4 separate regions of the Mus musculus genome follow, and all the other regions are linked to region 4. A link is a contact called in public HiChIP or PLAC-seq and promoter capture Hi-C data. All regions are on one chromosome and are shown on one strand. Each heading gives the region's core, a stretch centred on a gene start, on an enhancer-like site or on the middle of the called end of the contact. The rest is flanking DNA. Distances are from core to core; before and after follow the strand shown.

Region 1 (2,700 bases), core at 188-2,687, 1.0 Mb after region 4:
TTCGAGGCCAGCCTTATCTACAAAGTGAGTTCCAGGACATCCAGGGCTATACAGAGAAACCCTGTTTCAAAAAAACCAAAACAAAACAAAACAAAAAACAAAAACAAACAAGAAAAGAAAAAGAAATAAAGCAAAACCCAAAACCAGTAAAGACAAAAGCAAACACAAAAACAAAAATAGCCCTATCATATCCTGCTTTCCAAATGGGGTATCTGAGGCTGGGAAAGAGCAAGATACCTTCCCAGAGGCACACAGCAGGTGAGCACCCTCAGAATTTGCACTTACCTATAGTGGGTTTTAAACTCACCACTAACTCCTGGCTCCCTGTTACAGAGGTCATTTGAGACCCTCAAATCTAAAAGGTGTCAAGCAGCCAGGCTGGACCCCAACCCCCATGGGGCAGCCACTTGCCAGCAGGGCAGGTGTGTTTATGTCCACAGGTTCAATGACAGTGAACACCTTCCGGGCGCAGCGTGCAGGGACCCATGGCCGGTGCAGAGTGGCTTTGATGGAATAGCGGACGCTGCCGTGTTTGCCCTCGAAGGATGTCACCAGGGAGCTGGGGTGGCAAGAGTGGGTAATCAGAGGATCACTATCAGGAGATAGTGGGGTGAAGGGCATACAAGAGGGATGTCCCGAGAAGTCAGGGCTGAGGGAACCCTAGATGCCCAGCCAGAAGGCGACAGTGGGGCTTACATAGGCAGCTGGAAGCTGAAGGGAAACTCGTGGCGTCCAGCGGGAAGCGTGGCGATATCCCCCGAGTCTAGGAACAAGACCCGGGGCTCAGCGGACGTAGGCCTGGGAATCGCATGCTCGGTGCGCCCCAAAAGGTCCCCAGCCCGTACCTGGCGCGAGCAGCGTGGCGCGGTGGTTCACGACTTCCACGCGCTCGCTGTAACTCTGAGTATAAGCAGTGCTGGAGCCCGCGCTGCGCGACTCCGTCCAGTGCGCGCGCGCGCGGCCCCGAGCGCGCAGCCTGAGCGCGCCCACGCGTGCCGCGCCCGCAAGCTCCAACAGTACCCGGCCTGCCACGGCCTGGCCTCCGTGGAACACGGGCTCGGTGCCCGTGCGCGCCCCGTCTATCTCTACTACGAACGCCTTCACCTTATCGAACAGCATTGCGGTGACGGTCGCGAACCCAAAAAAGAGATCGGCCAGGTGCTCGAACCCGCGAAAAGAAAGAGCTAGAGACTGCGAACGCAGCGGGCTCGAACTACGTACACACACAAGCGGGACAACAGGACGGAAGACCGCTGGGGACCCGCAGCTGCGTCGCACTTATAGGACGGTTGGAGGGCGGGGCCTGAGGAGAAGACCGCACCTACCGGAAGAGACTCCGCAAACACAGCAGTAGGGAACGGGACCCCAGAAAAGACTAGGCCAATAGCGCGGCGAAGGAATGGCCTGAGGAGAAAGCCACACCTTCAGGAGAAGACTCCACCAATAGCGCGCTGAGGAGGCGGGGCCTGAAAAAGCCTGGTTCTGCTGAGAGAATTAGGCCAAAGGCTCCACGAGGGCGGTGGCCTGATAGAAAGCTCCCCCCCCTACAAGGGACCAGGCCAATAGCGTGTGAAGGGCGTGGTCTGAGGGGGCAAAATCAGCTCCTGCGAGAAAGTCAGTAGCATCGAGGGGCGGGGCGGGGCGGGGCGTTAGAGAAAGCCTCGCCTACCGGAAAGAACTTCACCAATAGCGCGGTGGGGCGTGGCCTCACGAGGCTCCAGACAAAATAACCCTTGCTTGGTTCTGAACCGGAGCCTAAGTGGGAGGTGCTGCAGCGCGGCTCTGCCGCCTTAGGTCTCGCAAATACACAAACAAGGAAGCCCAGGAATAGGGAAACTGGTCTTAGTCACCCAGCGTGACAACTGTCACTATTTTTTTTTTCTGTTGCTTTTTGAGACGGGTTCTCATGTAGCCCAAACTTACCTGGGACTTGAGACAGTCCCCCTGCTTCTGTTTACAAGATTGGCCAGTAGTTTTGTGTTCCCTTGGCTAGTCTGGAACTCACTGTGTAGACCAGGCTGGCCTTGAACTCATAGAGGCGAGGTTGCCACTGCTTCCCGAGTGCTGGAATTAAAGCTCAAATCGGATTTCTGAACCCGAAAGCTTTATTTTCTTCTGAGGCCAAGTCTCACATAGCCTCCAATGCATCTCGTACTCTAACCAAGCCCGATGTTGAATTTGCCATCCTCCACCAGTCTTCCAGAGCTGACTTGATAGGCGTTTGCCTTAGTACCTGACTGTTTCTTAAACTTAAAAAAAAAAAGATTTATTTATTTGTATATGTATATGAGTACACTGTAGCTGTCTTCAGACACACCAGAAGAGAGCCATTACAGATGGCTGTGAGCCACTGTGTGGTTCCTGGGAATTGAACTCAGGATCTCTGGAAGAGCAGTCTGTGCTCTTAGCCACTGAGCCATCTCTCCTGCCCGGCCTGGCTTTTTCTTATGTTTTCAGACAGGATCTCACACTGTAACCCAGGCTGCCCGGGAACTCAAGGCAATGGAACTCCGGTGTCAGCCTCTTAGATGCTGGGTTCGCAGGTGTGTCCACTAGGCCAGAACCTCCCAGCTTAATCATCAACTCGCTGCCGCCTGCAGACCTATCTGGGGCACCTTTTTTCAGGCCCATTGTTTCCGGCGATGCGAATTGGTGGGGACAGGGAAGTGTTGGTCCTTTCCCCCCCCCCCCGCATTGGGC
Region 2 (2,700 bases), core at 173-2,672, 1.5 Mb after region 4:
AAGCAGGTCAGGAAGCAGGAACTGATGCAGAGGCCACGGAGGGATGTTCCTTACTGGCTTGCTTCCCCTGGCTTGCTCAGCCTGCTCTCTTATAGAACCCAAGACTACCATCCCAGAGATGGCACCACCCACAAGGGGACCTCCTCCCTTGACCCTAATTGAGAAAATGCCTTACAGCTGGATCTCATGGAGGCATTTCCCTAACTGAAGCTCCTTTCTCTGTGATAACTCCAGCCTGTGTCAAGTTGACACAAAACTGGCCAGTACATCAGTTATCTACTTTCACCATATGAAACCCATGGATCAAAATAAGATCATGAGGCTTGGTGGCAAGAGCCTTTGTTTCACCCACTTGACCTTCACAGAGTGTCCTTTGCTGTATACAGTCACAATAGCCCGTGACCCTCATCCTTCAGACTCTTAAGCAAACACCCATGGGTGTAGTGAGTCAGGGCTAAAGGGGAGTGCGACAAGCAACCCTAGAGCTCCTGAGGCCTAGGAAAAGGTCTGTGCTGGGACTAAAGTCGTGCTACCATGTAGGGTCACGTTTTTCCTTTAAAAAAAGGAAGGCTAGGTGGTGGTGGCACATGCCTTTGAACCCAGCACTTGGCAGGCAGATTTCTGTGAATTCAAGGCCAGACTGGTCTACAGAGCTCCGGATCAGCTACACACATACACACACACACACACACACACACACACACACACACACACACAAAACAAAAAACAAAAAACACCACTGTCTCCAAGGGGAAAAAGAGAGAATGTCCACCAAAGTCCACGCACAACCCCAATTCTGAACTGCATCTGGGACCCCAGCTCCCCAGCACGCACCGAAGCGGCTCAGAGCCTGGGCTTCTGGTCTGGGAGAGATTCGGGCATTGGCTCATAAGATCCCAGTTCTCCAGCTCCGCTGCCTGTGAGCCCAGGATCTGGTCTTTGGCCAACCCACAGGAGCCCCTAAATTCCGCCCTTCTGAGATCCCAACTCACCCTGCGTCCCGTTCTGAGGAATCCGCCATTCTCCCGCCTTCCACTCAAAGGCAAGCGTCTCAGGGTCCCGCCCGCTAGGAGGCAGGGAGTAGTGCTGGAAGCCGGAGGGTGCTCTCTTCACGCGAGCCGCGGGGCGGGCTCCAAGCTTGCTACAGTTCGTTCAGCCTGGCCAAGAGCGCCGAAAAAGGGCGTGGCTCCAAGGTGTCCCTCAGACGTGTGGGCTTCCGGCACCAACCTGAGCGGGCTAAAATACTGCTGGGGAGGGGCGTGACTATCATAGCGCCCGCCCCTCTCAGCTGTGGAACACTTAGCATCTGGAATGCACCAACCGCAGAGGGCGTTCGCTGCGCGCCTTTAGATGGGGCGGGACCTCGAGTCGCCCCGCCTCTCCGACGAGTTGGCGCCCGCCCACTCAGCGCCTCCGGAACCCGGAAGTGAAATCGCACGGTGCAGCGGCGGGCGAGGCTGGTCGCTTCGGGGCGGGGCGGCCGGGAGCAGCGGGCAGGCTGGCCGGGGACCGGTGGCGCGCAGCGGCCCGAGGTCCAGGTAAGTTCTCGCGGCGGCCGTGAGTGGAGACCCGAGCCGGGGTTGTGCACCGGGTTGCTCCTGAAGTCGTGGGACGTGAGGGCAGGATGCGGCCTGGGGGACGCGTGGACGCTGAGGGGGTTGAGACTGGCGGGCTTACCGCGTCTTTCAGCGGCGGCTGAGGAGAGGACGTGGCTAAGGTGGCATCTGGGGGGATCTCAGGAAACGGGGGAGGCCAGGAAGGCGGAGCCGAGGGGCCGTGCTAGGGAAAGGGACTTCTGCACTCGCGGTCTGAGCCCTAGGGTGTCAGAGAGGCGCCGGGCTCTCAGAGAATGGGAAACGGTCTGTGGCAACCCACTGTTGGGGCTGGAACGTCTAAAAGAGTGGGCCTGGAAAGACACGCAAAAACAGTTCCTCAGAGGGCCGGAGGAGTGGAGAGGAGGAGGAAAGGGAGATGACGGGGTGCAGCCTCTGGAGACTCGCCCCCGCCTTCCCCTCTTGATTCATCTTCTTCCTGACTTCACTCCCGGACAGCTGGGTGATCCGCCAGGGCGAGTCCCAGCGCCCTCTGGGTTCTCTCTCTGCTTTGATAGGCACATCACTTTCTGCTCAAGAAAAGAGTAGCTGGACTCTAGAGGAGGTTGCGGGGTGGGGGTGGGGTTCTGACACCCGAACTGCGTTTCAGAAGAAAGGGAGCCGGTAGGGTGGAAGCCACTCTCTCAAGAGAGTCACATCCTTGGACTTAAACGTTTTTTTGTTTTTTGTTTTTTGTTTTTAAATGACTTACAGGAAATGTATACCTCAGCGGTGGCAGAGATCTCAGCCCCGTGGAGTCACAGCTGCCAACAAACCCTCCCTTCTTTTTCTAGGGACCCTAACTCCCAAGGCTTTATAGGGGAGTCCTTTTGTGCCTCTTTGGCTCATTTTCCAGCACTTTAAGACATCCACCTAGCAGCCCCTCAGGTTGTATCTCCTTACCTTGTTGGGTATTGTCTAGTCTTTGAGACTTCAGTATCTTAAGGTGTCAAGGAATGGCTGGAGGTGGCATGAGCAACTATAAAGTTATTGTCACCGGCCTCTCTGCTCCTACAAGGCCTTGGAGCTGCCTGGTTTTGATTGGCATCACTTTCTCCCCCCCCCCCCTTACCAGTATTCCCTGTCTGCTGTGTGCTTGCTGAAAGGA
Region 3 (2,700 bases), core at 148-2,647, 1.8 Mb after region 4:
CATTTTCTCTACTGGGAGGGTGACAAGGGTGTGGGAAGTTATGAGCTGAAGGGGGGCGGTGAGAGAGGTTAGGGGGCATGATGTTAAATTCACAAACGATAAAAGGTTTTAAAATGTGTTCAAAGGCACATGCCTTTAATCCCAGCACTTGGGAAGGAGAGGCAGGCAGGTCTCTGTGAGTTGGAGGACAGCCTGGTCCACAGAGTTCCAGGACAGTCAGGGCAGCAGCAGCAGCAGCAGCATGTCTTGAATAACAACAAAGTTCTTGCAGTGTTTCACACTGTATAACTTGCCACTTGCAGCCTCACATGGGCACTCAGAAAGGCTGTAGGTTTAGGATTGGGGTCCAGCCAATGGTCTAGCCTGGGCTTAGCATGCAGAAGGCCCTGGGTTCAGTACCGACACAGTGACTGACTGCTTGGATTTTGGAGCTCTCTCGAGTTCAGGAGGGTGCAGTGGCTCAGGGGTTAAGATCACCGGTTCGGCTTTTTACCCTCCTTCCACACAGAGGACCACAACCATCTAACAGTTCCAGGGCATCCCATGCCCTCTCCTGGCCTCTGCATGCACTTGGTTCAAAGATATACATGCGGGAGAAAATTAAGAGAGAGGAACCAGAGGGGGTTTAATTGGGTCTTTGTGGTGGAAACAGCTGTCACCTTCTGACTGATCTACTTGGGTCAAGGCTCTTAACAGTCCTAAAGGTTCTGTATTTTCCTAAAATAGCACGGGCGACTGGGAGCCACCGGCTCAAGCACAAGAACCGGGGCAGTTTCACATTCAAATGCAGATGTTCAACTGTCGTGTGGCGGTTGTCTTGAGGAATCCTCTTTCTGCCGCAGACAGCTGTGAGCAGAAGACCTTACAAACTGCCGCATCCGCTGGAGTAACAGAGAAGGGGCGACTGGCCGAGATAGGCGAATGTGGGGAGAGCCGTGCAGGCATGGGGACGTCACAGCCTCTAACTCCCGGCTAGCCTCCTGTCCTTGCCACCTGAGAGCTTACTGACCTTATCACGCTGCAGCTGGCGCACTCTGTGCTTCCGACCGCACCCTGAAAAACGCTCAAGAGTGCTGTGGCACTCCGGTCACCCCAGCACTCCAATCAAGAACGATCAGGAGCGTGAGGCCAGTCGGAGCTACTAGACTCCAGCTTAAAAACTAAATAAAATGCGAGAAACCGGGCCAGCAAGGCGTGTCTCGCCCAGGGAAGCGCCGGGGACTGCCCGCCCACTACCCACCTCAAAGCCCTGCGGAGCACTGCGGTTTCGGGAACCACCCGCTAGCCCGGCCCCGGCGACGCTTCTTTTGTGCAACTGCACATGCGCCACGACCTTGGCTCAAAGTGCTCGGACCCATGGCAGCGCGGCCGTCGCGCAGGCGCACTGGCGTACTGGCCTCTGCCGGGAGCGCCGCCGCCTCCCCACCGCCATGGCAGCACCCGCGCCCAGTCTCATCTCGGTCTTCTCCAGCCCGCAAGAGCTGGGCGCGTCGCTGGCGCAGCTGGTGGCGCAGCGGGCCGCGAGCTGCCTGGAAGGGGACCGTGGCCGCTTCGCGCTTGGTCTGTCAGGCGGCAGCCTGGTCTCCATGCTAGCCCGAGACCTGCCCGCCGCCGCCGCTCCCGCTGGACCAGCCAGCTTTGCGCGCTGGACGCTCGGCTTCTGCGACGAGCGCCTCGTGCCCTTCGACCACGCCGAGAGCACGTACGGCCTCTACCGGGTGAGCGCTGCGGGGGCGCGCACCGTACGGGCTACGGGGGCCGCCGTGGGCCACGCCGAGCTGGCTCAGCCTACCGTGGAAACTCAAGATACAAGGGCCGCCGTGGGCCACGCGGAGTCGGCTCAGTCCGCCGAGGAAGCGCGGGCCACGCCGAACTGGCTCAGCCTGCCTAGGAAACGCAAGGATCTGCTTCAACGCCTACCCGCGGGCTCCGGGCCCCACGGGGTCTTGCTGGATGCGCAGTGATGTCCATCCAAGTGCAGCCTGACGGGCCTCCGTCCCCCGTATCTTCCTAAGGGCCGTACCTTGGCTGTGGGGCCTCGTGGGTCATGGCTGTTTGTGCACTCAGCCTGCCTCTAGTGTCCAGGGTGTGTTGGGTCTCAGTTTTCTTTAACAAGAGCCGTTGGCCATCGCCTCCCAGCAGCCTGGGGTATGATGGCCACAAGGCGCCCTATAGGTTACAGAGGTCCCTGCGTCACACACAGGGAAACTGAGGCATGGAGGATTGAGCTCTGAGCACACTTGGATGACTGCCACCACCTCCTAGGGGAAGCTGGTCCAGTGTCATGGGTCTGAAGCAGGGGAGGAAGGGCCATTACACTTACTTACAGGTGGGGAAACAGAAGATTCATGTCGCCTTGACCCTCATCTAGGGACCTGAAACTGCACCACTTTGAACACGATGCCTGCCCAAGAACTTCACTGAACTGGCTGTGTGTACTAGCACAAGGCTCAGTTGGTAGGGTACTTGTAGCTCAGTTGATATTGTGCTTGCCTAGAATGCTTAAGGTCCAGGCTTCATTTCCAGTGTCATATAAACCAGGAATGATGGTGCACCCCTGTCTTCCCAGCAATGAGGAAGTAGAGGCTGGAGGATCGGGAGTTCAAGGTCATTCCCAGCTACCCAGTTCGAGGCTAGCCTGTGCAACGTGAGACTTATTTTGATGCAGCCCACTCAAGAAAAATAAAGCTAAGACCCCTA
Region 4 (2,700 bases), core at 80-2,579:
CCTTGGGGACTACCCGAGTCTCTGACCTCTGAGACGGGTGTCTTGACTATTTCAGTCATAATGGCTCCTGGCCCTACTACACTTGCAGCAGTAACAGACTCCCAAGTTAGCAGGTGGCTGCAGCCCAGCCCTGTCTCCTTTTAATTTGTTTGTTTGTTTGTTTGTTTTAAGCTAAGTCTCACTGTGTAGCTCTGGCTGGTCTGGAGCTCCCTTTGTGAGCCACAAATCCTCTGCCTCCCAAGTGCTGGCTAAATCTGTGTTCTTACAACCTCCAAATAAAACCATATCCTGCTGCCGGCAGGAGGGCTGACCGCAGTGGTGCTTGCTGTAAAGCCTCACATTTGTTGGACCTCCCAGAGCCACTTAGTGGAAGGAGAGAGCCCATCCCTACAAATTGTCTGACCTGTGCACATGCACAAATAAAAGAAAATTTTAATTTAAAAAAAAAAATCCGCTGGGCGGTAGTGCCACACACCTCTACTTGATCCTAGCACTCAGGAGATAGAGGCAGGAGGATCTCTGAGTTTTATGCCAGCCAGGTGTACAGAGAAAGTTCCAGGACAGCCAGGGCTACACAGAGAAACCCTGTTTCAGAAAAACAAAATAAAATAAGATAAATCTTGTCTGTTCTTGCACATTTGTCTTTGTGCTGGAATGCTGACAATAAGTCACCAGTAAGAGCAGCGTCTTTAACCCTTTATTAAGGGCCAGATGATGGAACCAAGGCTTCTAAACACACCCTGGGAAACCTACTGGCAATTAGTGTAGGGCCTGGAGCCCAAGATGAGTCACTCAGCTCAGTGTCCCTGATCCGGTTCTACACAATCAAATACAACTCGGTGCAGATAATCGGGACAATGGGGCTGTGTGCTGCGAACCGGGGGAGGTCAGGGGAGGAGGCTGCTGCAGGCTCGAGCCAGCGGCAGGCTGGGGCGAGACTTCGGGAAGCAAGGTAGTGCGGCAGCAGTGGGGCGAGGGTCCAGCCGGGAGATTGACCACGGAACAGTGGGGCGGGGCTTGCAGCTCGGTAAAGGATTGGACAGAAACGGGGGGGGGGGCGCCCGCAGAGCCCCCCCCCCCCCCGCTGTGGATCTTTTCAACTGCCAGGTGACTCAGCCCCAAAGGCGCGAAAGGGCAAGCACGTGAGATGTGCGGGGGGGGGGGGGGGGGGGAGTAGAAAGGGTGCCCCACGTGGGAAAAGGGGGCTGTGGGGAGGCGGTGAAATGACCACAGTTTCAGGAGATCACACTTCCGACGTGGGGGTGGGACTTTCCAGGGGGCGGGACACCCCCAAGGGCCAAGAGCTAAGGCAGGTGGGGGCGTGGCTTTGAGGTCCCGCCTCTCCCGCCTCCTCAGCCGGGGGCTCCAGGAACACCGGACGCTGCTGCGCAACCGCTCGGTTGCCCGGCCATGGGTCTCAGTCCTGCTTCAACCCACCGCGAGCCAGCCCCATCTGCCGCTTGACTGGATGTGCAGGTAAGACCAACACCAACCGGTTTAGGGTGGGTGCAGGCCACCGAAGAAAGCGAGGCGGGGCCCCCTCTTCTCCACAATCCTTCTCCTAGCCCAGGGTTGTCTGCAATACCCTCTTTTGTCCTGGAGGCCTTCTTGGCCCTCAGTCCCACCCAGGAATGGACTGCTTTCAGAGCTCTTGCGCGGAATCCTGCCTGTAACTCAACTTCTGGGCGGTCTCTGTCTACTCTGCTCGCGCTAAGTCCCCTCAGTGCCTTGGCATTGCCCTCCGGGTGTTGACCACGGACCTCGCTCTGGTGTGCACACACCCCCTGGCCTCTGCACTGTGCAAGGACCCTGGCACAAGTTTGATCTTCTTAAGGCTAACCCCAGCAGCTCACTCCGCCTTTGTGCTGCCCCAGCCAACCCACCCACGCCCATTGAAAACCACAGGTGTCCAACCCAGTCACGGATTAGTGGCACGTGGCACTGAATTGCAATGTGGATGCATTTGCTCTGGGTTCTTAAGATTTAAAAAAGAAAAGAAAAGCCGATCAGAAAACCGTTTTAAATTGTTATGCCAGCATTCAGCAGAGGCTAGTGGATCTCTGATTTTGAGGCCAGTGTGGTCTCAAAGCAAGTTCTAGGTCAGTTGGGATGCATCGAGAGACCCTGCTTTATGAGTAAATAAATAGAAATTGCTTTTTAAAGGTCACTTTGGCCTTCAGCACAGACTTCTTGCACAGAGGGCCTCTGATCCTGTAGGTTGCACTCACCCAATCTTGATTCTAGTCTCTGGCCACTGCTTTGTTCAAGTGCCCTTCCATCAGGGGCCACCTGCACTGATCTGTCTTCTGTATCCACAGGCAGCCATCATGGGCCAGTGCTACTACAACGAGACCATCGGCTTTTTCTATAATAACAGCGGCAAGGAGCTCAGCCTTCACTGGCGCCCCAAAGATGTGGTGGTGGTGGCCCTGGGGCTGACAGTCAGTGTGCTGGTATTGCTGACCAATCTGCTGGTTATTGCAGCCATCGCCTCCAACCGACGCTTCCACCAGCCCATATACTACCTGCTTGGCAACTTGGCTGCGGCTGACCTCTTCGCTGGCATGGCCTACCTCTTCCTCATGTTCCATACTGGCCCACGCACTGCCAGGCTCTCCATCAAAGGCTGGTTCCTGCGACAGGGCCTGCTGGACACCAGCCTCACGGCGTCAGTGGCCACACTGCTGGCCATCGCTGTGG

The links. Promoter capture Hi-C pulls out the DNA fragments that hold promoters and counts their contacts. HiChIP or PLAC-seq counts read pairs in DNA pulled down with a chosen protein or histone mark. Capture Hi-C pulls out chosen DNA fragments and counts their contacts.
Region 1: a promoter capture Hi-C map of liver shows a contact between it and region 4, with 3 times the contacts expected there. The contact joins the promoter of Arrdc2 here to the promoter of Lpar2 in region 4. A contact is called at or near these places in 5 of 39 promoter capture datasets (hippocampal neurons, liver, neutrophils and 1 more).
Region 2: a contact with region 4 is called in a promoter capture Hi-C map of adipose tissue, with 3 times the contacts expected there. The contact joins the promoter of Myo9b here to the promoter of Lpar2 in region 4. A contact is called at or near these places in 3 of 39 promoter capture datasets (hippocampal neurons, liver and pre-B cells) and 2 of 9 other capture datasets (adipose tissue and liver).
Region 3: a FOXA1 HiChIP or PLAC-seq map of pancreatic cancer cells shows a contact between it and region 4. The contact joins the promoter of Pgls here to the promoter of Lpar2 in region 4. A contact is called at or near these places in 1 of 39 promoter capture datasets (pre-B cells) and 1 of 115 datasets of contacts at active chromatin or transcription factors (pancreatic cancer cells).

What each region holds. Positions count from the first base shown.
Region 1 is chr8:70,838,283-70,840,982 of GRCm38.p6, forward strand. It overlaps Arrdc2 (arrestin domain containing 2), which reads right to left and starts at 1,438. Exons shown (of 8, transcript NM_027560.1): 1 at 846-1,438; 2 at 697-763; 3 at 412-559. The coding sequence starts at 1,119.
Region 2 is chr8:71,271,292-71,273,991 of GRCm38.p6, forward strand. It overlaps Myo9b (myosin IXb), which reads left to right and starts at 1,423. Exons shown (of 40, transcript NM_001142322.1): 1 at 1,423-1,538. It overlaps Haus8 (4HAUS augmin-like complex, subunit 8), which reads right to left and starts at 1,299. Exons shown (of 11, transcript NM_001163042.1): 1 at 993-1,299. The coding sequence starts at 1,021.
Region 3 is chr8:71,590,787-71,593,486 of GRCm38.p6, forward strand. Pgls (6-phosphogluconolactonase) reads left to right here and starts at 1,398. Exons shown (of 5, transcript NM_025396.3): 1 at 1,398-1,718. The coding sequence starts at 1,431.
Region 4 is chr8:69,821,236-69,823,935 of GRCm38.p6, forward strand. Lpar2 (lysophosphatidic acid receptor 2) reads left to right here and starts at 1,330. Exons shown (of 3, transcript NM_020028.3): 1 at 1,330-1,476; 2 at 2,319-2,700. The coding sequence starts at 2,328. Gmip (Gem-interacting protein) reads left to right here. Exons shown (of 21, transcript NM_198101.1): 21 at 1-635.